Regions from separate parts of the Sus scrofa genome. Here all the other regions are linked to region 2. Evidence: chromatin contacts called from public HiChIP or PLAC-seq and promoter capture Hi-C data. All regions are on one chromosome and are shown on one strand. Each heading gives the region's core, a stretch centred on a gene start, on an enhancer-like site or on the middle of the called end of the contact. The rest is flanking DNA. Distances are from core to core; before and after follow the strand shown. Region 1 holds the start of ECH1 (enoyl-CoA hydratase 1). Region 2 holds the start of ZFP36 (zinc finger protein 36, C3H type, homolog (mouse)). Region 3 holds the start of FBXO17 (F-box only protein 17).

What was found. Promoter capture Hi-C pulls out the DNA fragments that hold promoters and counts their contacts. HiChIP or PLAC-seq counts read pairs in DNA pulled down with a chosen protein or histone mark.
Region 1: a contact with region 2 is called in a promoter capture Hi-C map of liver, with 2.3 times the contacts expected there. The contact joins the promoter of ECH1 here to the promoter of ZFP36 in region 2. A contact is called at or near these places in 1 of 5 promoter capture datasets (liver) and 1 of 47 Hi-C or Micro-C datasets (fibroblasts).
Region 3: a contact with region 2 is called in an H3K27ac HiChIP or PLAC-seq map of alveolar macrophages. The contact joins the promoter of FBXO17 here to the promoter of ZFP36 in region 2. A contact is called at or near these places in 1 of 47 Hi-C or Micro-C datasets (embryonic fibroblasts) and 1 of 2 datasets of contacts at active chromatin or transcription factors (alveolar macrophages).

What each region holds. Positions count from the first base shown.
Region 1 is chr6:47,637,294-47,640,571 of Sscrofa11.1, forward strand. It overlaps ECH1 (enoyl-CoA hydratase 1), which reads right to left and starts at 1,668. Exons shown (of 10, transcript NM_001044607.2): 1 at 1,622-1,668; 2 at 725-926; 3 at 503-591. The coding sequence starts at 1,661.
Region 2 is chr6:48,062,279-48,065,172 of Sscrofa11.1, forward strand. It overlaps ZFP36 (zinc finger protein 36, C3H type, homolog (mouse)), which reads left to right and starts at 1,454. Exons shown (of 2, transcript NM_001168419.1): 1 at 1,454-1,508; 2 at 2,322-2,894. The coding sequence starts at 1,485.
Region 3 is chr6:47,758,363-47,761,242 of Sscrofa11.1, forward strand. FBXO17 (F-box only protein 17) reads right to left here and starts at 1,284. Exons shown (of 7, transcript XM_021094357.1): 1 at 1,132-1,284.

The sequences.
Region 1 (3,278 bases), core at 418-2,917, 420 kb before region 2:
TTAAGGCCAGAGATTCAAGAATGAAAACCCAGGAGTTCCCGTCGTGGCGCAGTGGTTAACGAATCCGACTAGGAACCATGAGGTTGCGGGTTCAGTTCCTGCCCTTGCTCAGTGGGTTAACGATCCGGCATTGCCGTGAGCTGTGGTGTAGGTTGCAGACTCGGCTCCGATCCTGTGTTGCTGTGGCTCTGGCGTAGGCCGGCAGCTACAGCTCCGATTCGTCCCCTAGCCTGGGAACCTCCATATGCTGCGGGAGCGGCCCAAAGAAATAGCAAAAAGACAAAAAAAAAAAAAATAATAATAATAATAAATAAATAAACTATACTTCAAAAAAAAAAAGAATGAAAACCCAGATTTAAGAGCCCATGAACCTGTCAATTTCTGTATTTGAAAATGTTGAAAGTTGAAGTTAGAAGCTGCTTGAAACCCTAATTAAGAAGCCTTGATCTCTCTCCAGGAGCAGGGGAGGGTGGCAGGGGTGGGTATGGAGAGCACGTGGTACCTGAAGTGAACATTTTTCCTGCACCAGAGATCACCACCGCACGACAGTCAGGGTCCTGTGCGATCTTGTTGAAGCACACCACCATCTCTCTGCGGAAAGGGAAGGAGGCAAGGGCTGTCTGGGGGGGCGGGGGGAGTTCCCTGCTCTCAGGTCCTCCCCTGCCCAGTCCCTTAGCCCCTGCCTCCTCCTGCAGACAGGCCTCTCAGGACCTGCAGACCAGACCTCCAGAAGGCTCTGTTCATGGCATTTCTCTTCTCTGGCCGGTTTAGCTGCACATGAAGCACATGTTTCTGGACAGCTGTCACCTGAAGGGACTCATAGTTGTGACCTGGAGCTTCGCTGGGAGCAGCTTTGGAAGCCTCCTCTTGTGTAAAGGAGCTCATGGGGTGAAGACTAAGGCTGAGGTTGGTGGGGGCTGTCAATCCTGGAGAGACAAAGGAAGAGCATTTTTTTTTTTTTTTTTTTTTTTTTTGTCTTTTTGCCATTTCTAGGGCGGCTCCCGCGGCATATGGAGGTTCCTAGGCTAGGGGTGGAATCAAAGCGGTAGCCACCGGCCTACACCAGAGCCACAGCAACGCGGCGGGATCTGAGCCGCGTCTGCGACCTACACCACAGCTCACAGCAATGCTGGATCGTTAACCCACTGAGCAAGGGCAGGGATCGAACCCGCAACCTCATGGTTCCTAGTCAGATTTGTTAACCACTGAGCCAGGACGGGAACTCCCAGGAAGAGCATTTTATGACCCCAAATTGGGAGAAGAGCACCTTCAAAAGCAGAGGGCACACATCCATCTCAGTGACATTAGATTGGGGAACGCAGGCCTGTTAAGAGGCCTTGGTTCAGGAAGACACAGGCTTTTAAGATTAGGGTGCACTCACCAGTGGCCTCGGTCTGAGGGCCACTTCAAACCCGCGAAGGTGGTACTGACACTAGATTGGAGACACTGAGCTGACAGCTACCCCACGGTAGGACACGGGCCCTTTGCATAGGAGCACATGGACCCCTGAGTTTAATAAGGCGTGAGGACCTTGCTTGACCCCAGACAGGCCTCTCCGTTCTACAGTCGCCATGACAGGACGACAGCTCAATAGACCCCCAGAAGTCAAGAGATGACTCACGCCGAGTCAGCAAGCTGCGCACTCTGTGAAAAAACGCCATTGCCACTGCCGTCATTGCGACTGAAACGCCGGAATAGCCCGACGAGAGGAAGTTAAGGGGGCGGGCACAAGGGCCGCCATGTTGAGCGAGGGCATCGAAGCCGCATCCAAACAGCGGTGACACCCCTATTCCCGCCATCTTTACTAAGGGCAACCGGAAATCGCCTTCTAAATTTGCCGGCCTTTGGCTCGCCCTGGGAACCTTTGGCACAATAGGAATCTGGCCTGAGGCGATAATTCACTGTCCCCGAACATTCTGTGCAGGGGCCACCACAGCTCTTTCGTAATGGTGAACGAATTGGAGAGAGATGAGTGTCCAAGTCCGTAATGGCAGAATAATCGGAGCCCTGCCAGTTTGTAACCATGCACTTGTACCATATTAACTAAAAAGAAAAATTTCCTACTGAGATTATCCAGTAAAAGTATAGACCAACATTAAGTGCTGACTATATAATTCGAATTCCCACACCACTGGGCGGGCCGGGGGCGGGGGTGGGGTGGGTAGGGGTTGTACTATTTTACCTTGAACACAGCGGAAACCTGGATCTGGAGACGACACTAGATTAAGGTCCCTGGGATTCAAGAGGGCTGAAGAGGCTATTTATGTGGCTCGTAAGTACATGTTCTTTTTTTTTTTTTTTTTTAATGTAAGTTCCTGAGCCAGGGGTCGAGCCACAGCCACTGTAGAAGCAACACTAAGTAGTTATCCTGCAAGCCACATGGGAAGTCCATTAAGTACGTGTTCTTAATAAATATAAGGGTTTTTTGGGGGGGTACTGCTTTTAGGGCCACACCTGCAGCATGTGGAGGTTCCCAGGCTAGGGGTTGAATTGGAGCTACAGCTGCTGGCCTACACTACAGCCACAGCAATGCTGGATCCAAGCCACTTTTTTTTTTTTTCTTTTTGCCTTTTGAGGACCACTCCCACAGCATGTGGAGGTTCCCAGGCTAGGGGCCTAGTCTGAGCTGTAGCCACCGGCCTACACCAGAGCCACAGCAACGCGGGATCCAAGCCACGTCTGCAACCTATACCACAGCTCAAGGCGACACTGGACCCTTAACCCACTGAGCAAGGCCAGGGATGGAACCCGCAACCTCATGGTTCCTAGTCAGATTCGATAACCACTGAGCCACAACGGGAACCCCCCAAGCCACTTCTGCGACCTATACCACAGCTCATGGCAATGCAGGATCCTTAATCCACTGAGTGAGGCCAGGGACCGAACTCGCAACCTCATAGTTCCTAGCCAGACTTGTTTCCACTGCGTCAAGCCTGGAACTCCTAAATATAAGGTCTTTTAAAATCACTTTGGGGAGTTTCCGTTGTGGTGCAGCAGAAACGAATCCGACAAGGAACCATGAAGTTTCTGGTTTGATCCCTGGCCTTGCTCAGTGGGTTAAGGATGTGGAATGAGCTGTGGTGTAGGTTGCAGATGTGGCTCGGATCTGGCGTTGCTGTGCTCTGGCATAGGCCGGCAGCAACAGCTTCAAATAGACCCCTAGCCTGGGAAACTCCATATGCCGTGGGTGCGGCCCTAAAAAAGGACAAAAGACAAAATAAATAAAATAACTTTGGAAAAAGCCAGTTAGCCCAAGAATAAAAGTGCTTTACCAGTTC
Region 2 (2,894 bases), core at 204-2,703:
AGAATCTCCCCACCTCAATACAAACCCGCGGTCTGCAGGGGCAGCCTGCAAGAATGAACTTTCCACCATGATAACTGCGTGGCAATGATTTCTTTCTACCCCTCTTATTTTCACTCAGGGCAGCCAGCTCACCAAGACCCCCTTTAAAAATTAGTTTTTTCTCCTTATCTTGAGCTTCATGCAGGGCAACCCCTTGACAGTAAAAAATTTGCCAATAGGGGGAGTGATTTGTGCAAATTTAGCGTTCTCTCAAGGCACGTCCCTTTTTCTTGAGACCCATCCGACTATTAGCTGATGATGACCCACTTTTTCCACCTCCAGACGGCTTTCCACCAAGAAAACCCTCCACCATAACAAGAGATCTCCAACCTTTTCCTATCTTGAGCTTCTCGGAGTGCAAACTCGTAACATAATTCAAGGCCCTGTTATTAAGCTGTTGTCATTTACTAATTGGAGAATAACTTGGCCTCTCTGTGCCTGGGTTTCCTTGTGTAGAAAATGGGCATAATACCTCCTTGAGTTAATGTACGTAAAGCACTTTCATGCCTAACCCAGAGGTAGCGGTTAGAATTGCCATTATATATTTGAGGGTGAGAGGTCACAGAAGCCCTGGAACTGGGGAAAGAGGCCCCTTTCCAGCCAGGTGTCGGGGCAGCGCTCCTCCTACCCTCGTGAGTGGGGCGGTACAGGTCTTGGGACCTGGATAATTTGGGAGCGAGACCATGTCAGGCTGGCAGGTCTCAAAAGAATTCTCCATCGGGCCTATTGGTCTCTTCATCTTGCTCCTGAGAATTTCTGTTTGTGGATGTTTATTTCTCCCCCCCTCCCTTCTCCCTTTTTCTCTGTTTCTTTATGTGCCCCCCCCCCACTTCTTGCTCTGAATTTGCCGTCTGGGACCGTCTATATCTCGTCTTTTCTATCTCTGCCTCCCCACCTTCCTTCTCTCTACCCCCTCTCCCTCTCTGTACCCGTCTCCCCTCTGTGTGCGTCTCTGTGTGTGTGTGTCTGTCTGTCTCCCAGTGTTTGTCTTTTTGCCTCCCTCCATTTCTGTCTTTTGCACTCAGTGGGCCTCTCCCCGCCCCCGTCCGTTGGCCTCTGCCCCGGTCAATTCCCCCAGGGGCCCTGCCCCGCCCCCACCTCTGTCCCAGTTCCCTTCTCCGCGCCTCAGGCTCCAGCTTTGAAAACTGGGCCGACACCCCTCACCCCACACACTCCCCGCGGGGTCGCGATCGCCCGCGGACCCGGATCAGGCAAGTCCCGGCCCGCAGCCGGGCGGAAGGGGACTGGTCCTGGGCCGGGCGGGCTGTGCTGGGGCGGTGCGTCCGGGAAGCGCCCCTCCTGGCCCCGCCCGCCCAGGCCCGCCCCTCTCGAGGCCACGCCCCCTCCTGCTGAATAAATGCAGCCACTGTGCGGGCCCCGCTGTAGCCTGACTTCAGCGCTCCCACTCTTGGCCGGCCCCTCAGCCTTCGGCCCTCTGCGCCGCCATGGATCTCACCGCCATCTACGAGGTGAGCCCCCGCTGATTTGCACCCCGGAGTCCCCATGCCTGACTCCTTTCTCAAGTCTCACCCTCTAGCGCCGCAAACTCCCTCCCGGGACTCTGGCTCCCTTCTCAAACTAAGCTCTTTAGCGCTTCGCACTCCGGCCGGGAGGATCCTGCCTCTTCTCAGACCAGTGTGATCCTCTGGAGGTGAAAATGGAGCCCGTGACTTTGTGGTCTCAGCCCAAACACGGGTGGGCTGGCCTTCGGAAGTGGAAAGCTGGAGGGCTTTTCTCAGGCTGGGGCTGTCTGGAGGCGGAAATGGCCCCACACCTGGCTTACCCCTAGTAGTTGCTGAGGGCGCGGTTTTGCGCGGAGGCGTTTCTGGGGCTAGAGTCTCGGAGAGGGGAAGCCGACTTCTGCTTCCCCACTCCCTAACCCAGAGGACGACTCTGGGAACTCTAAAACCCAAGAGGTCCGCACTCCTGGGTTAACTTTGTTCGCGTCTCCAACTTGTGAAACTGGAGAACCCGATGAGTGTAGTCAGATCCCGAGAGGCCCAGAGGCTTAAAATTGGAAGACAGCGGTGTGTGTCCTGACTTGATCCTGCCGGGCAGCCGGGATTCCTGGGCCCCTCGGGATGAGCTTAAGTCGCGAATATAAACTCAGAACCTCCGAATCGAGATTCTTGCGATCCGGAACCCGTATTTTTTTCCTGCGGGCGGGTGGAGTTCTAGCCAGGAACCCACAAACCGGACTGGCAAGCTTTTAGGTGCTCTGCAGCTGGGGGCGGGGCGTCACCCTGTATTTTCGGTGTCTTAACCCATCCCTGTTCCCACAGAGCCTCCTGTCGCTGAGCCCTGACCTGCCATCCTCCGACCACGGAGAGACTGAGTCCAGCCCGGGCTGGGCCACCGCGGGACTGTGGAGCCTCAACTCATCCGATTCCAGCCCGGCTGGGGTCGCTGCCCGCCTACCTGGTCGCTCCACCAGCTTGGTGGAAGGTCGCAGCTGCGGCTGGGTGCCCCCACCCCCAGGCTTTGCACCCTTGGCTCCCCGCCCAGGCCCTGAACTGTCGCCCTCACCCACCTCGCCAACTTCGACCCCCACCACCTCCTCCCGCTACAAGACTGAGTTATGTCGGACTTTCTCAGAGAGCGGGCGCTGCCGCTATGGGGCCAAGTGCCAGTTTGCCCATGGCCTGGGCGAGCTGCGCCAGGCCAGCCGCCACCCCAAGTACAAGACGGAACTCTGCCACAAGTTCTACCTCCAGGGCCGCTGCCCCTACGGCTCTCGCTGCCACTTCATCCACAACCCCAGCGAAGACCTGGCTGCCCCCGGTCACCCGCATGTGCTGCGCCAGAGTATCAGCTTCTCAGGCCTGCCCTCCGGTCGCCGAACCTCGCCACCACCA
Region 3 (2,880 bases), core at 34-2,533, 300 kb before region 2:
AGGAGTCAACAGATTTTTATATATATACATATACACACACGCATATAAAACAGATTTTAGATATATAACAGATTATATATTTAATGGAACAAGAAATAAAAATTTATAAAAAATATTTTATGTAACAAAACTACCCATAAAGAAACTAAAAGGAATGCTGTGATTATACAGGAAGGAGGGAAACCACGGAGATGATGAAAGCTGTCCATCTATTTTTCAGCAAAGGATTAGCAGACAGTCTAAAAGTTGATAAACTAAGAAATAACAATGGAAGAACTCTCTTCAAAGATTTGGAAGTAACCACCGGAGGAACAAAAAGCTGAAAAGGATTTAAAACCATGCACTACGGGTCACAAGTTACTGTGCCATTTGTGAAAAGCAATGTACTTACAAAAATTTTTAATTGGCTGCGGGGGAGGGCGCAAGGCTTAAAGCACTGCTGTTGCATGCAAAGCTCTGTTCTAATTTGTCTTTTGTTTTTGCTTTCCCGGGACTTTTTTAAAAAATGTTTTATTATTTATTTAAAAAATAGGCTAGTGATATTACGGTCTTTCAAAATAGAGGGTAGACAGCTGCTGTCTCAAATTGAAGGAACAAGATACGGTGCGTTAACAGATATCCCTGAACACTGCAAAAGATAACTTAGAACAAAATTTAAATTCGGTGGAGCAGTGAAAACACACCAAAGGTGCCCAAGTTGCTAAACCAAGACTCGGTGCTCTAAAGCTGATGCACAGAATTTTCCGCCAGGCAGAGGAAAACAAAAGCCAGGATTGGTTAGGAGTGGTCTGGCCTTTCACCCGCTGCAGTGAACACGTGTTGGTCCACTACTTTGGGGAGGGGAATTTATTTCATGGTGGCCTCGGCGGACCAGTAGCCGGGCGGAGAGGCGAGGGCTCTAGAGGACCGGTTTTGGCAAAGCCCCTGCTGTGCGAAAACACGCGTTTGTGTAACTGTGGGCTCGGAGGGGCGAGGGAGGGCGGGCCCGGGAAGGGGCGCTGGGGCACAGGACTCCCGGGACACGCCCGTCCAGGCCGGGCCTGGGGCGGAAATCCTTCCCGGGACGCTCCAGCCGCGAGTGGGGCCAGAACACGGATTCCGACCTGGGTCCCCACCTGTCCCGGCGCTCACCTGGCGGCCCGCTCGGAGGCGGCGGCGGCGGCGGCGGGCCAGGATCCCCTTCCGCACTCTGCTCCGCGAGGCAGTCGGGGGGCGCTGCCCGGGTCGGCCCTCTCCGGGTGGGTGGAGGGCGGCGGCGAGATCCGGTGGGCGGCTGCGCAGCCGGACGGAGGGAGGGGCGGGGTCTGGGCGGCCGCAGGCGCCGGGGGGAGGGCCCAGCTGCCGCGAGGCGGGCGGGGCGGCGACCCGGGCCCCGCGCTCCGAGGTCTGCGGGCGGGCTCTTCCGAGAGGCTGCACCTCCAACAGGCAACGTCTCGGAGCGCGGGGCTACCTGCCCAGGCGTCCCGCGATCTGAGACCTGGGTGCCCTGGCGCTCACCGCAGGCACCTCCGATAGGCGAATTCCGCCTCTCCGGGAGCCCCTCGCCGTGGGAAGGGTCCTAGCTGTTCCCCCCCCGGCCCCCGTCTTCCCTTCTTATTCCGGCCACCGGCCTACAAGCCGCCTCCGCCGTTCAAAACCTCTCTCCCACCATCTGTCCACTGCTGGTAAAGGGCGGTGCTGTGACTCCGCCCTCGGACCTAGTGTGAAACACTTGGAGAGAAGTTTCTGTCCTCAGGGATGCTCTCGAATTTACATTGTGTCCCCAGGGGAGTGCCTCAGGCTTGTTCTTAAATTGAACTTCTTTGCCACACGTTCTCTGCGGCCAACCTGGGCGCTCCTACGTTAGGTATCTGTCCCCGCCCCTAAATTGCAAACTAGGGAATTAGTGCCAGGTTCACAGTAAGCATGGGGCCACAACACATTTCTCCCTGGACCTCTGCCCTTGAGCTCTCATATCTTTTTTCCGATTGACTTTAGACAACCCGGAGCCAGTCTTCTGGTCCACAGTCCTCCCACATCCTAGGGGATCCTTGCCAGTCCCAGACTCATCCCGGGCACTGTGCTAAATGCTCTATTTGCATTACCCCATGGAGACCTCTCCGACCCCTAGAGGTAGGTATGCACGAGGTACATACAAGTCACTCGCTTAGGGAGGTCGCTGTTTTTTGTTTTTGTTTTTTGTTTTTTTTTCATTTTAGGGCCGCACCTGAGGCATATGGAAGTTTCCAGGCTAGGGGGTCGAATGGGAGCTGCAACTGCCGGCCTACACCACAGCCACCACAACGTGGGATTCGTGCAGCAACTGTGACCTACACCACAGCTCTGGGCTCCTTATCCCACTGAGCGGGGCCAGGGATCTAACCCTCATCCTCACGGATACTAGTTGGGTTTCGTAACCCGCTGCGCCACAACGGTAACTCCCATGAAAGGGTTTTAAGCTGGAGTTCCCAGGTCCCCTCCATTGAAAAAGTCTCAGAGGAATTCCCGTCGTGGCCCAGCGGTTAACGAATTCGACTAGGAACCATGAGGTTGCGGGTTTGGTCCCTGCCCTTGCTCAGTGAGTTAACAATCCGGCGTTGAGTGAGCCCTAGAAATGGCAAAAAAAAAAAAAAAAAAAAAAAAAAAAGTCTCAGAAAGACACCACAGCGCCATCGCGAGGAAAGTGTGAGATGCGAGCATTTTGGGTTTTTTTTTTTTGTTTTTTCGTTTTTTTTGTCTTTTTGCTATTTCTTTGGGGCGCTCCCGCGGCATAGGGAGGTTCCCAGGCTAGGGGTCCAATCGGAGCTGTAGCCAGCGGCCTACGCCAGAGCCACAGCAACGCGGGATCTGAGCCACGTCTGCAACCTACACCACAGCTCACGGCAACGCCGGATCCTTAAC